Regions from separate parts of the Mus musculus genome. Here all the other regions are linked to region 1. A link is a contact called in public promoter capture Hi-C data. All regions are on one chromosome and are shown on one strand. Each heading gives the region's core, a stretch centred on a gene start, on an enhancer-like site or on the middle of the called end of the contact. The rest is flanking DNA. Distances are from core to core; before and after follow the strand shown. Region 1 holds the start of Inpp5b (inositol polyphosphate-5-phosphatase B). Region 2 holds the start of Rhbdl2 (rhomboid like 2). Region 3 has its middle 45 kb from the start of Rragc.

What was found. Promoter capture Hi-C pulls out the DNA fragments that hold promoters and counts their contacts.
Region 2: a contact with region 1 is called in a promoter capture Hi-C map of neural stem cells. The contact joins the promoter of Rhbdl2 here to the promoter of Inpp5b in region 1. A contact is called at or near these places in 2 of 39 promoter capture datasets (hippocampal neurons and neural stem cells) and 1 of 115 datasets of contacts at active chromatin or transcription factors (astrocytes).
Region 3: a contact with region 1 is called in a promoter capture Hi-C map of the SN4741 cell line, with 2.6 times the contacts expected there. The contact joins the enhancer-like site here to the promoter of Inpp5b in region 1. A contact is called at or near these places in 6 of 39 promoter capture datasets (3T3-L1-derived adipocytes, the SN4741 cell line, cranial neural crest and 3 more), 1 of 15 datasets of contacts at CTCF or cohesin (the NIH/3T3 cell line), 4 of 115 datasets of contacts at active chromatin or transcription factors (astrocytes, embryonic basal ganglia, embryonic midbrain and 1 more) and 2 of 9 other capture datasets (adipose tissue and liver).

Annotation. Positions count from the first base shown.
Region 1 is chr4:124,739,426-124,744,009 of GRCm38.p6, reverse strand. Inpp5b (inositol polyphosphate-5-phosphatase B) reads right to left here and starts at 2,160. Exons shown (of 24, transcript NM_008385.4): 1 at 2,094-2,160; 2 at 1,420-1,546; 3 at 980-1,074; 4 at 277-374; 5 at 107-136. The coding sequence starts at 1,476. It overlaps Gm12915 (predicted gene 12915), which reads left to right. Exons shown (of 4, transcript NR_151694.1): 3 at 2,089-2,236. It overlaps Gm32117 (a long non-coding RNA gene), which reads right to left. Exons shown (of 2, transcript XR_376640.4): 2 at 3,905-4,584. It overlaps Mir698 (microRNA 698), which reads right to left and starts at 229; the gene lies at 121-229.
Region 2 is chr4:123,785,430-123,790,013 of GRCm38.p6, reverse strand. Rhbdl2 (rhomboid like 2) reads right to left here and starts at 2,139. Exons shown (of 8, transcript NM_183163.2): 1 at 2,043-2,139.
Region 3 is chr4:123,959,676-123,964,259 of GRCm38.p6, reverse strand. No RefSeq gene overlaps it. Among named protein-coding and RNA genes, the nearest start is that of Rragc, 45 kb to the right of the region's middle. Within about 2 kb of position 2,494, at least 9 of the 459 cell types and tissues checked have an H3K27ac peak or open chromatin away from gene starts, as enhancers often do.

The DNA.
Region 1 (4,584 bases), core at 911-3,410:
CAGGCACCTAGCATCACTCCCATCCAGGCATGTTCTCGTTCATCTTTCTGTCTTTGGAACCTGTCCCATTGACCTAACAGGGACCCAGATTGAAAGGGCTACTCACCAAGGATGTAGAGTTCACCATCTGGGGACACTGAGGGAAGGAAACGAGAATGTCTTTAGCAACTGAACATCCCTGTCCCACCCACATAGCCACCACCCTCCCTTACAGTGAGGGCAGAGATGAGTTGGGGGCCACCCAGAGGAGAGCATACCACCCGGCCCAACTGGCACCTTCTTCCAGCATAAAATCTTTTGAGAGTGGCACTATCTGGTCCAGAGATACATCGTCTCCTGTGATGGCCATCCTCCGGTGTGTATACAGGAAGAGACTAAGGGCAGAAATGAGTGGAAGGCCCAGCTTAGAGTGCTTGTGGTCACCTGTGGGTCCCTAGTGCTTAGCTGGCAGTGCCCTAGCCATACGCATGGCTCAGGCCCTTTCCATGCACAGTGTCCAGTGATGCAAGAGCAGTACACATTCCAACCATCTCTTCAACCCCATCCCTTCCCTTTTTGAGGTAGGGTCTCACTCTGTAGCCTAGGCTGTGCTTAGAATGTAGCCCAGGATGGCCTGGAATTTGTGACAGTCCTGCCTCAGCTTCCTGGTGCATGTGCTCGCTCGTTCCCAGTTCAACCCTCTGTACTTTACTCTGGGTAAATGGAGCTATGAAGAACAATTTGCATAGGATTGCAGCATCCGGATTTAAACTCGGGCACTCACACAAACTCAAAATCTGGCCAAGTTTGATATAACTGCCTCTCCTCTAAAAGCTTCCACATCACATCTTGCTGATTATTAAAGGCTTAGAACACGGTGTTCCAGAACACTATCATTGTGTTAATTAGTCTAGGAGACTCAGACAGAATGACTGAAGTCCAGCTGGAGGATACTGAAGAACCACCCATGGCCCACACAGGCAGTCTGAGCCCTACTTACGCATGCTCCTGGGCGTCATTTTCCAGCCGGTACCTCACCAGCCCGAGCAGGCGGCTCTGCCGGCTATCTCCCTTACACAGCACACCTTGGACTGCCTGCTGCTCAGAGTGAAGGGAAACTGAAAGCCAAAGGGCGAAACTCCCCATCCGGCCCACTCCACCACGCTGCCTTTCCCTCTCCCACTGGCAAACGACTTCACCTCTCTGAGTTTTCCTCATCTGCAAAATGGGTATAATAGTCTCCAACTTTGCAGCTGGTTGAGAAAATAGCTACCTATGTAAAGCACCTGGTAGAGAGACCAGAGCCAAGTGAATACTTGGTAAATATTGGTTTACCTTTTCCCATATGGCTTCGAGAGAAATTTTTCCACACCCTCCATCCCACCTCCCAAGGCTGAAGCAGGCACGATCTGGATGGCAACCTACAACTGGGAAGGATATGATGACGCAGTATTCCCCCTCAACCAGGGTCTCCTGGATTGCCACAGACTGGTCCATGCTGAGCTGTCAAACCCTGGGGTAGGGCAGGTGGGAACCTCCCATTCCGTATTAGAGCTGCTTCGGGGGGCTGTGGGGATGAAGAAAGGGGCCTTTGTGGAGGGAAAAGAGAGAGCCTGGTCATCTCTCTTCTCCTTCTGGCCTTCCCCGTCTTTCCTACAATGGGTCTCTCAACGTTTCCAGAAAATGGGTTTCTACCCCTTTGCCCCTTGCTCGGTGTCGCCCCAGATGTTCCCAGTGGAGTTCAGTATGCTCTCTGGTCTCCTTGCTTCTGGGTACAGCTCTGATGCCCTCTTCAGGGAGCAGTTGTGGTCCATCTGGCTCTTCTCTGGGAAAGGTTGGTGGTGTGTCCAAATAGGGGTAGGGAGACAGCCTTCGCCTCAGTCTCAGCTAGGAGGGTCTTATTCTGGAGAAATAACCCAGCCCCGCTGCTCTTTCCTCGGAGCCTGTGGGTGTCCCGTTGCTCCTTGCCCCTCACCCCACCCAACAGGCCCCGTTGCATCAGCAGCAGGTTAGGAGTGTCCATTCTGGCACCCACAGGACAAGGGCCCCAGCAACCAGCTTGCAAGCCCCCTCCCACTCTGCACTTATTTCAGATCCTTGTCATTGCAGCCTACCTCCCGAGCTGTCACCGGTGGGCCTGCAGGACACCTCCGTTCCAGGGCAGATTAAGGACTACATTTCCCAGCGGCCCTGGCGTCACAGGACGGACAGCCAGCCTGCAAGTCCCAGCATGCCCGAGTCGGACATGGACGAGTAGGTGGGTCTCCCCGCCCTTACTCTATTTAAAAATCTAGAATCTACAGTCTGTATTCAAGCATACTCGGGCGTCCCAGTTCTGGAAAGCCTGCGTGAGGAACGCCTTTCTCAGCCCACTAAATCAAAGGGCCAAGGCCCATGTCCAAGGCAGAAGGAAGTGGTCATGTTACCCTAACGGAAAAAATGATGTTAACTTTTATTTTCAAGTTAAGTCCATCCTCAACTCTTCACATGCAGAAAGGGACAGCTTTCTATTATTCTGAAACACTTCCAGATAACTACCGTGCCCTGGCTTCATGTATGTCACCTTCTCCACTTGCCAGGTGGAGAAACGGAGGAACAGAGAGACAAAACTGTTTGACAAAGTCCGTAGCCAATAAGTGCTGGGTGCCCAGAGGGAAGTCCAACTCCAATTCCTGTGTCATTTTCCCGTCTAGGAACTGCTAAATGTTCTTAAGACCTATCTAGCTTTTCTGTCAATGGAACTTGAAATGTGTGGCATCTTTATCTGTGACACAGTAATGACAACCACCAGGCAGCGCGGAGGACTCTTCTTAACAGCGGAGGACGATGTGGCCCTCTTGGCTCTTTATTTCTTTAAAGATCTGTTAGTTTTTAATTTTTTGTGTGTATGTGTGTGTGCTTGCATGAATTTATGTGCACCGTGTGTGTGTGTGTGTGTGTGTGTGTGTGTGTGTGTGTGTGTGTGTGCACGCTCACCTAAGAAGGCCAGAGGTCATCAGATCCTCGGGGCTGGTGACAGGAGGCTGTGAGACACCTGATGTGTGTGGTGGGAACTGGGTCCCAAGAAAGAGCAATATGTTCTCTTAACTAAGGAGACATCTCACCGCAATGCCCAGATAGACAGCCCTGAGCAGGTTTTGTCCTCAAGCCCCTTAGCCACATTCTATTGGCCATTTACCCTGACAGGAACTATTCTCTTCCAGACTCCATTGTTCCCTTCTAGGTAAAGACTATATATAGCTAAACCGGGGATGGTGGCACACTCCTTTAATCCCAGCACTCGGGAGGCAGAGGCAGGCGGATTTCTGAGTTCGAGGCCAGCCTGGTCTACAAAGTGAGTTCCAGGACAGCCAGGGCTATACAGAGAAACCCTGTCTCGGAAAAAAAAAAAAAAAAAAAAAAAAAAAAAGACTATATATAACTCAAGACAGGACAAAAGAAGCTAGCTCAGACGAGAGAGTCTAGAATGGTTGGTTTTTTCTCAACTGCTGACTATTTCGGTAAGCTGGATCCCTGAGGACTGGGCTGAATCTTGCCCTTACACTCCTGTGCAGTTTCTGGTATAGTGGCTCTGAGACTTTCATTTATTTATTTTGAGCAGTCCTGAGGATGGAGCCTAGGAACCGGAACCCAGGGCCTCACAGCTGCCAAGCAAACACTCCATGACTGAGCCACATCTCCATCTCAGAACATGTTCACCCCAATTAGTTAGCTTTACTGATTTAAGATTGCTTCTCGCCGGGCGTGGTGGTGCACGCCTTTAATCCCAGCACTCGGAAGGCAGAGGCAGGTGGATTTCTGAGTTCGAGGCCAGCCTGGTCTACAAAGTGAGTTCCAGGACAGCCAAGGCTATACAGAGAAACCCTGTCTCGAAAAATCAAAAAAAAAAAAAAAAAAAAAAAAAAAGCAAGCAGTTGGGCCAGTGTTGCAGAATGGATGGCCACTGTAACTTTTTATTGCTGTTGTTTTGAGATAGGGACTCACTAGTTAGCCCAGGCTGGCCCAAAATGTGCCTCAAACTCATAGTGATTTTTACCTCTAAACTGTCTCATTGACCCCACACCCACCCCTGTAACCTTTAACCTGCCCCCCTCCTTTTTGTTTTGAATTGAACTCTGATAACCAGTTCAACCTGCATGTTGCAAACTCCTCCCAGACTCTTCCTGGTTGTCTCTTTCTAGAAACATCCACAGCACAACTGGAGTTCAAGTTGATTGGGCTGCAGTTTTGAAGTCAAATGGGGGATGAGGGGAAAGGGCACTAGTTAGAGATCAAGGCACTGAAGGTCACTGAAGGAAGGCAGGAAAACCCCTTAAAGCTGATCGTTAGAGAGGAGGGGCTGGGGAGATGGAATGGGCGAGGCTAGGCGGTCTTTACAGACCGAACTATCCCTGCAGGATTTGGGGGGGTGTCTTCCCAAAATGTAGGTCAGACAAGTATATCCTCCCCACCCCCAAAAGTCTAAGCCTCCTCTTGGGATTGGGGACAAGGACCCATGTTCAAGGCCCAGACCCTGTGAGTGGGGAAGGGGGAACCTGGACTTGGTAAGTCATGCTCTCTAAAGACACAGCTCCAGGGTTTGGAGCAGGGAGATGTGAAGGCTTG
Region 2 (4,584 bases), core at 890-3,389, 950 kb after region 1:
TGAATGAATGAATGAATGAATGAATGAATGAGGAACAACTACAAGCATGTCTCCTGCCACCTGAGTGAAACAGCTCAGAACAGAAGTGATTATGACGCCTCCCTCTCTGTCCTCTATACAGAGACTTTGAAAGACTTCAGGGACTGAGCAGACAGCGTGAATTCTGATCCACAAACCTGAATCCTGGATCCATTATGTATTGGCCTTAGGGAAAGCCTATGGGGATGAGAGTAATATAGCAGAGTTTCGATGCAATGAATCTTTGTGTTTGGTTGGTTTGGTATCTGAGGCAACGTCTCTCTGTGCAGCCCAGACTGGCCTTGAACTCCGCCTCCTGAATGATGAGATTACAGATACCCACAAGCCCAAGACCACGCACTGAAGATGGCTAAGTGCCAGATCCAACTGGGACTGAGGGACGAGAGGCAATCACCACTTGTTGGGGAAGGGGTGTCACTTTCTTCTGTAGTGTGTCATAGATAATTGGTCTTTTTGACACTAAATAAACCCCACCCCCACTCAGCAAATAACTGAACTCAGGAAGCCACACACTTGATGTAAAAGGGACATTCACTGACAAGAATACCAGTGGGAGGAAGGGGGGTAGGGTGTGTGAAACTGGCTAAAATATATTTCATTAATGTTCAAAATTGTCAACAAATATTTAATGGGGAAGGAAGGCTGGGAGTGATAGCATATTGGGAAGGCAGAGGCAGGAGGATCTCTGGAAGTTCAAGGCTAGTCTAGTTTACACAGTGAGTTCTGCCAGCCCAGATAACATAGTGAGACCCTCTTCCAAAAAGAAGTAATAAAATAGAATCTTCTTAAGTATGGAAGGAGAATAATGTCTCTGACAGATCTCAAGTCAGAAACGGCATCACCGTCTGGTCCCAGCCCTGGTCCAGGGTTTGTACATCCAGCCAGAGGCCCGTCTCCTTCCTTCACATCTCTGGCCTCCCACTCCCTAGAGCACCTGCCTCCACTACTCAGTTCAATTTACAAGCCACCTAGACACTGTCAAGGCCAGGGTTTGTCTTCTCTATCTTTACAAGCTTACTGCAAGGAAGGTGCCAGTTAGGGAGGGGCAAAGAAGAAGAAAGCACAGATGTTTATCCAGGCCCCACTGTGAGCTGACCACCCAGCCTGCCCTGGATTCACATAGTTCCTTATTATCTTTAAAAAACAAACAAACAAACAAATCCAGGCCCTTACAGATGAGGATGCTGAAGTCCAGGAAGTAAAGAGGAAATGAAGGGTCAGCAGTCCAGGTTTGTAACTCCTGCCATGCCCCGCTGCCTGCCTGTCAGCTTGTAGATACGTGTGGATAAATTTCAACTTTTTTATTCACAGCAGGAAGGACATGTTCCTCCCTTCAGACAACTGATGTGTGTGCTCAACTAATGAGTAAACAAATGGCCAAGAATAAAAGACCGATTGCTTGAGGTAAATCCCTTAGGTGCCCATAGCAGGAAGGAGGAAGTCACAGCAGAGCTGCCGTGTTGGAAGAGCTGAAACCTCTACCTGCCAATCTCCAGGGCAGAGGAGGTAGAGGCTGGGGAAGCCCAGGTAGTTTCTGGCTCAGATGGTGATACAGACGATTACCAGTTCAGTTATAGGTGTGGCTGACATGTCTCACACACACACACACGCACACGCACACGCATACGCACACACACATACACCACCATTCCTCCCGCCCAAAACAAAAATAAAAATAAGCCCTGGGAGTCTGAGGATGCTGGGGAGAAAGTAATGAAACAGTGCTTGCTTGAACCTTGCAGCGAGGTGGCAGGATTAAACTCCCAGGTCGGCTCTCCTTCCACTTCCAGGGCGCTGCCAACTTTGAAAAGTTTCAGAACCCGAAGCAGACATTCTAGGTTCTTCCGGAAGGTTGACTCTGGAAGCATTAATCTTCCTTCCCCTCGCTGACGGTCAGCAGGTTTAGGGAGCTACCTAGAATTTCTGCCACCAGCTTCCTGCTTCAGCATTCGGCCTCCCACCGCCTTCCTCCCCCCATCCCCCAATCCACCCCTGCACCTTACCTGGGGAGGCCGAGGCACAGTGGTCCCACACTGCAGTCGGATCTTGCACTTCAAGCAGCCAACGGAGCTGCCTGGAGGCCCGAGCCGCAGCCTGCCAGGCTCTCCTCCCGCCCTCCCAGAACTAAAATTGTCCAGACAGGTTCCCAAGGAGGAGGGAGCCAGAGGAAATCCCCTCCCCTGGTGGCCTGGCCTAAGCCGGGCCAGCCTGCTAGGCAGTCTTCCCTGGGTTGGCCCTGGATGAATGAGTCCTGGCCTCCTCCTACTTGGGTCTGTGCCAGGGAGCCTGTGACAGCCACCCTGCTCCTTCTCCTGGGCTATTCATGGCTCCTCCTTGTCCTGCCGTCCTGTATGTGACTGAGTCCCACGTGTTGTGTTGGTTCTCAGGTCGGCCTCTGGGAAAGGTCTGCTCTGGTAGGTCTCAGTTACTTTCCATGGGATTGTCCTGGATCACACTCTAGTGTGCCCCAGGCCTGGTACTTTACAACAACTGAGTAATTTGATAGCCTGGTCACAAGCTCCTAGGCTCTGCACACAAACTGGATGTACCTTAGCCCCTGTACAATGGGTTTGCCAGTCTCTGATTAGCCATTCAAAGTGTGCCAGGTCCTGAGAGCAGAAAAGTAGGTTAACCTGGTGCCTACCCTCCTGTACTGGCAAGCCAAAGAATAAAGTCTGCCACTAAAGGTTTGCCTAAGATCCTGGCAGCATGATCAGGGAGGACTTCCCTGCGTAGGACAGTTCTAGGGAAAAAAAATTTCGGAGATAGCATAGAGGATAAGCAAGCCACTCAAGTTCAGAACTATGAGCAAGGAGTATCATGCCAGGAAGGGCCTTACAAGGCTTGCCGAGAAATATTCAGACTTTACACTATAGACATGGAAGGACTCAGAGAGAGCTTAAACATGAAGTCAGACTCAGAGTGTGTTTATTTTCTGTGCTGGGGATAGAACCAATGGGCAACTGCCCTACCACTGAACTAGACCCTCAACTTCAAGTGACATTTATGTGTACAGGTTTGAACCTGCTTACCTGTATATGGACTCTGTGTGTGTGTGTGTGTGTGTGTGTGTGTGTGTGTGTGTGTGTGTGTAATGTGCCTGCAAATGCCAGAGGCTGGAGGAAGATATTAAATTCTCTGGATAATGAATGCCTAATCCAAAGAACTGACCAGGGCTGTGTATAAAGGAAGGCACAGAGTAAGAGATGTTGTGAAGAGGAAGGTAGAATATGGTGGCACATGCCTATTGTCGTGAGGCATCCACCAGAGAAGAATGCTTGGACATGGGTTTAAGCCAATGCAAAGTCTTTATTAGCTGGCCAGCAACTACACTGGGTATTTGGGATCCCAGTGTAGCAATGAGCCTTTCTCGGGATGAAATTTTAAGCGCAAAAAAACCATATCCTGGGTTGACATACTTCTGTTAACAAGAGCAGTTAAGCTAAAAGTAGAACTACAGAAGAAAAAAAAAAGTTTGTACATTTAGAGACTGTCCACAGCTATGGACTTTGATGGACTAGATCTTCTTCTTTTTTTTTTTTTTTTTTTTTTGGCCAGTGGTGCTGGCTACATGCTGAGTTTTATGGCCCATCCGCCACTTCCATCATGGAGTCAGTTGTGTTAAGGTCTGGGGTCCTTTACACCTATTATCCTAACACTTAGGATATAGAGGCAGGAGGATCACAATTTTGAGGCAAACCTTGACTAAATAATAAGAGCTTGTCTCAAAAGAAAAAAGGAGCTAGGAGATAGAGCTCAGAGGTAAAGCAGTTGCTGAGCACAAGTGAGGCCCTGTGTTTAATGCACACCAATATAACAAAAAGAAAAGAAGCAAACAACAACAAAAAAAAAGTTAAAATTGTAGCTCTGGGGGTTGGAGAAGATGGCTCAGAGGTTAAGAGCACTGGCTGTTCTTCTAGAGGACCTGAGTTCAAGTCCCAGCAACCACATGGTGGCTCACAATCATCTGTACAGCTACAGTGTACTCATGTAGTGGCGATTCCTGGTTGTCAACTTGACTATATTTGGAATGAACTACAATCCAGAATTGGAAGGCTCACCAGTGACCCTTATCTGGAGGCTGAGAGATAGAAGTTTCTGATCTGGATCTTGGTATGGGGATCTTGAGGCATAGTGACTATGGATTCCAGAAGATTAAATCTCCGAGTTCAAGGTCATCTGGGATTAAAAGTGTGGTGGAACACACCTTTAATCTGGGCTACACCTTCTGCTGGAGACCATATAAGGACATTGAAAGAAGGGAGTCTCGCTCTCGCTCTTTCGCCTGCTTGCCTTGTGGGACTGAGTAACTGATAGATCCTTGGGCTTCCATTCACAGCCACTACTGAACCATTGTTGGGAATTGGACTGCAGATTGTAAGTCATCAATAAATTCCTTTACTATATAGAGACTATCCATAAGTTCTGTGACCCTAGAGAACCCTAACTAATACAACTCATATACATAAAATAAATGAATAAATCTTAAAAAACAAACAAACTCCACTTCAGAGAATTCAACGCCTTACTCTGGCCTTCACGGGC
Region 3 (4,584 bases), core at 1,245-3,744, 780 kb after region 1:
AAAAAAAACCGGGTAGAGATTAAAAACGTATACAGCATAATGCAAATAAATGTGTTGGTTTACAAGCTAGTCCTAGATAGAACTGATTCTTTGACTACCTGTGCCCTGTCTCTGGTACACAGACACTTGCTCACATCTGTCCAGGAAAAGTCACACAGTCGATTCGTGGCCAGTATTTGTCACTCTGAGACTGGTTTATTTTCCTTAGCATAGTGCTCAGAGATGAAAGAAGGACCAGGGGTTCAAGGTCATCCTTGGCTGCACAGTGAGCGCCAGGCCAGCCTGGGCTACATGGAACACTTCCAAAAAGAGAAAGTGGCCAGGTGCATGCCTTTAGAAATCTATAGGCAGAGGCAGGCAGTTCTCTGTGAGTTTGAGGCCAGCCTGGTCTATAAAGTGAGTGTAAAGCTGCATAGTGAGACTCTGTGTTGAAAGAAGGAAGAAAGGAAGGGAGGGAGGGGAAAAGGAAAAGAAAGAAAGAGACGAGAAATAGTGTACAAGTTTTCATCTATATGGAACTTACTACAATAATTAATGTCACAGACAGGGAGGAGAAAACGTCCCGGCTGCTATTAACTGTGCAGAGGAGCTCCAGATCCTGGAGAGGGAGGGTGAAAATTAAAATTTGGGGGCTGATGGTGATGCATGTCTTTAACTCTAGCACTCAGAAGGCAGAGGCAGACAGATCTCAGAGTTCGAGGCCAGCCTGGTCTGCAAAGCAAGTTCTAAGACAGCCAGGGCTACATAAGGAAACCTCGTCTCAAAAGAAAAAAGAAATTAAAACTAAAACAAGTCACAAGCACTAAATACATACATACATATATACATGCTAATTAATTAATTTAATTAATCAATTCATTAAAAGATGGGCATGGTACTGCATATCTGCAATGCCAATACCAGGAAGACAGAGTCAGGAAGATTCTGAGTTTGAGGCCGACCTGGGCTACATAGTGAGAGTCTGCCTCCAAAAAAAACCAATGTTTTTAAATTCAATTAAAAGAGTCATTTTGGGCTGAAACTCTCAAGGGTCTTTGCAGGAACAGAAGCAGCTGAAAAGATCTGCTTAAAGTTTAAAATGTTTGGATATAAATATTTTTAGCGTCTGCAAGCCACCCATATGTACACGCGCTCCGCAGCTCCCCTTTCGCCTCCTCGCTGCTCTGGAGGGTGACGTGAGTCTCATCCACACAGGAAGGATCTAAACGACCTGATGATTACAGGATAATATTCATACGATGAGGTTAAAAGCACTGGCTGCAAAGTTCTTTCATAAGCCACAAGAGGGGAAAATAATTTATGAGAACACGAACAATTAGCACTTTGTAAAAAAGAAATAATGCGCTTCACTTGATCCCTATATTTAACATCAATTAAAGATTATCCTCATGAATGAAACCCGACCTGGAAATTAACAAGGGATTTAAATTGCATTATGCAAGCAAGAGAGAGGAGCCTGAACATTGGTTCAGGGTTTCCAAGATCCACAAATTCATCTGAGCAGGGTAGCCTGGCCATTCCTTCCCGTTTCTCTGAGATTCAGGAAGCTGCCGATGCGCCACATGGGCGCCTCAATCTTTGCTTCAGCAAAACCAAAGAAAGGGGGAAGCGTGATAAAAAAAAAAAGAAAGAAAAAGAAAAAAAAATCCCCGCATAGCTGCAAACACAAGGTTGGCACCCTTCATTTTTAAAAATAACTTCTGGGTCATTTTTTTTTAAACTGATAAAACTGACCCGGAGAGTCCCTGAAAAGGGATGTCTGTAATGCTCCAGGACTAGACCATCTCCTCAAGTGAGCCCAGAGGGCAAGAACCAGCTGAGAAATTATGTTCCGAGTCAACTGGTTCCAAGGCACTGAATTTTTCTCTCCAACAAAACGAGAAGCTCAAAAGAGATAAAATGAGCTGGATGCGGTGGTTCACAGCTGCAATCCCAGCACGTAGGCGACTGAAGCCGGAGGAGTATTTCAAATTCAAAGCTATCCTGTGCCTCATAGTTTGAGGCTAGCCTAGGCTACATAGCCAGACACCTCCATCTCTAGGAGGTGGGGACAAGGGAGTAAAACAACTATCAGAAAACAAGCGTGGGCTCTAGATACTTTTTAAATTTAAATTTTTATTTTTTATTTGTACATACGTGTGTGTGCCCACAGAGGACAGAAGAGGGCGTCAGAGGGCCTGGATCCGAAATTTCAGGAGGTTGTGAGCTGCCAGATGTGAGCTTTGGGATCCCAGCTTGATTGCTCTAAACCACGGACTCCTTTCTCCAGCTACTTTGTGTCCTCAGCAACCTGCTCACTGGATCAGGATAGTTGTCCCTAGGTCTGGATCTTGACCTAGGTTCGGAGGTTTCTGAGGCTCACTTGTGTTTATGGAGGCAGAGAAAGCCGCAGAGAGGGCATGCTCAGAGCCCCAGGCGCTCCAGAGCCTGTATCCAGAATGGAGAGGGAGCTCTGACTTTGCTGTCTTCTGACACAAGCACCCTGCGGCTTCTGGGGGTGGCTGGAAAAGGACACGTCAGGAACACGACTCTGATGCTGATTGCTAAGAATTGTCGCACAGGGAGAAGCAGAGTGATTCTTGCCATCTTTTAGACCCCCTGGAAGAAAAGGGTCTTGTTCGCAGCATGGAAGGTGTGCCCTGAGAAACTGACTGTGGCTTGTGTCGTCCCCCCCCCCCGCCCCCCGTACTGCGGACCTTACTACATGCAAGTGATAAGGTTATTGTTCCCAGTGCTGGATCTGGGGACAACTTAGCCCCTTTCAGAGGGGTGGGAGGCCTATCTCTTGCCCTCCCGCTTGCTGTGTGGATTGGTTTCGTCATTGTTATCTTGGGAAAAGAGAAAGCAGATGTTAACCATTACCCCTTGAGAATTCACCTTGCTAGGCTGTAAAATTCTGCATTATTAACATTCCAAAATTCTTCCATTCTCTGTGCACATCTTAGATGGGGGTGTGCTCGTGTGTGTGAATATTTGAGAATTCAAAACTGTGGAGAGGATAGAGGTGGCAGAAGTTTATTAAATTGGCCCAGGGCGGTTTTGAAATTTGAAAGTTTCTCACACTCCATGGCTCTGGGCCAACTCCCAGCTGGCTCAGCTGAGCAGCCCACACAGGGCTCAGTCACCAAGGTGCGGTCCCTCTGTCCTCACAGAGATGAAAGGCTAGCATTTGAGGGTGCTAAGGGAGGAGGCCTTAAGATTTGTCCAGCTCCAGCTAGGTCACACTGAGAACAGTCGAGATAGCCTATGGGAGACACTCAGGTGACTTAGTGGTGAATGTGTGAAATCTTGAAGCATTGGTGATAGTTACACATAAGTCCTCCCAGGGTGAGGTGATAGCTCCCTCCAGAAGCCAGTGGTGGAACCTATCAGATCTGCCTGACCCACAGAGGAGTCGGAGGCTTACATTGTTGTTGTTGTTGTTGTTGTTGTTGTTGTTGCTGCTGCTGCAGTGGTGGTGGTTGTTGCTGTTATATTGTCATTCCCATTTTTCTCTGTTTGATGGGAGAAAGGAGGAAGCAAAACCAAATATTTATGAAACTCTTGCAAACACAGACACGTGCTTTTGCCCCAGGATGACAGCAGGTTCTGGTGGCCATAGAGCCAAGCGCTGATATCCAAAGCTTTGAAATCAGAGGACTTGGGCTAACTTCTGCCTCTGTGCCTTTTCAGCTGTATTACCTTAACAGTGCTAAGGAGCCAACCTGACCCTCAGTCTCCACCTCTGTGAAATGGGAACATCAGCAACACCTGTGCTATAGGGGCACTCTGAAGACAAATGAAGGGACATAAAACACAGTCTCTGGCATGTGTGAGGCGCCCAAGAAATGCAAGTAGAATGTTTTATTATCTTTTAATTATTTGTTTATTTGTTTCGCTTTATGTGTATGCATGTATGTATGTGTACCACATGTGCCTGTTGGGTGCCCTGGAGCTAGGATTATGGATGATTGTGAGCTACAAGACTGGGTGCTGGGAACTGAACCCTGATCCTCTGTTAGAACAACGCGGAGCCACGCTGCAAAACAAAATCCCTTTCCCAAAGGAGGCACTTCCTGCCCCAACTCCACGCCATAGTCCTCAGGCCCTGCCCCTAAGCTTTGATTTCAGAATTCCCAGCTATAAAAAAAATTCACTAAGGCCTGGAAAGATGGCTCAGTGGTTAAGAGCACTGACTGCTCTTCCAGAGGTCCTGAGTTCAAAAATCAGCAACCACATGGTGGCTCATAACCATCTGTAATGGGATCGTATGCCCTCTTCTGGTGTGTCTGAAGACAGCGACAGTGTACTCATATGCATAAAATAAATAAATCTTTTTTTTTAACTCACTAAGAATATTTCAGGGAGAAAAGAAAGACAAAATAGAATCCAATTCCTGCAATTAACTAATAAACTAGAACTAATGGAACTTTACAGTGTGCTCCCCTTAAGGGAAAAGCTGGTCCAGTGCTAACCTCCATCACTGTCTCCTCCCAGGGTGGCCTGTTTGTTCTCTATCCAGTGAAGCCTAAGAAACCCCAAGTGAGTCCTGGTGTCTCCTGAGCCTCCAGGAGTAGAGAACAAAAGACTCCTTGGCTTTGTGGT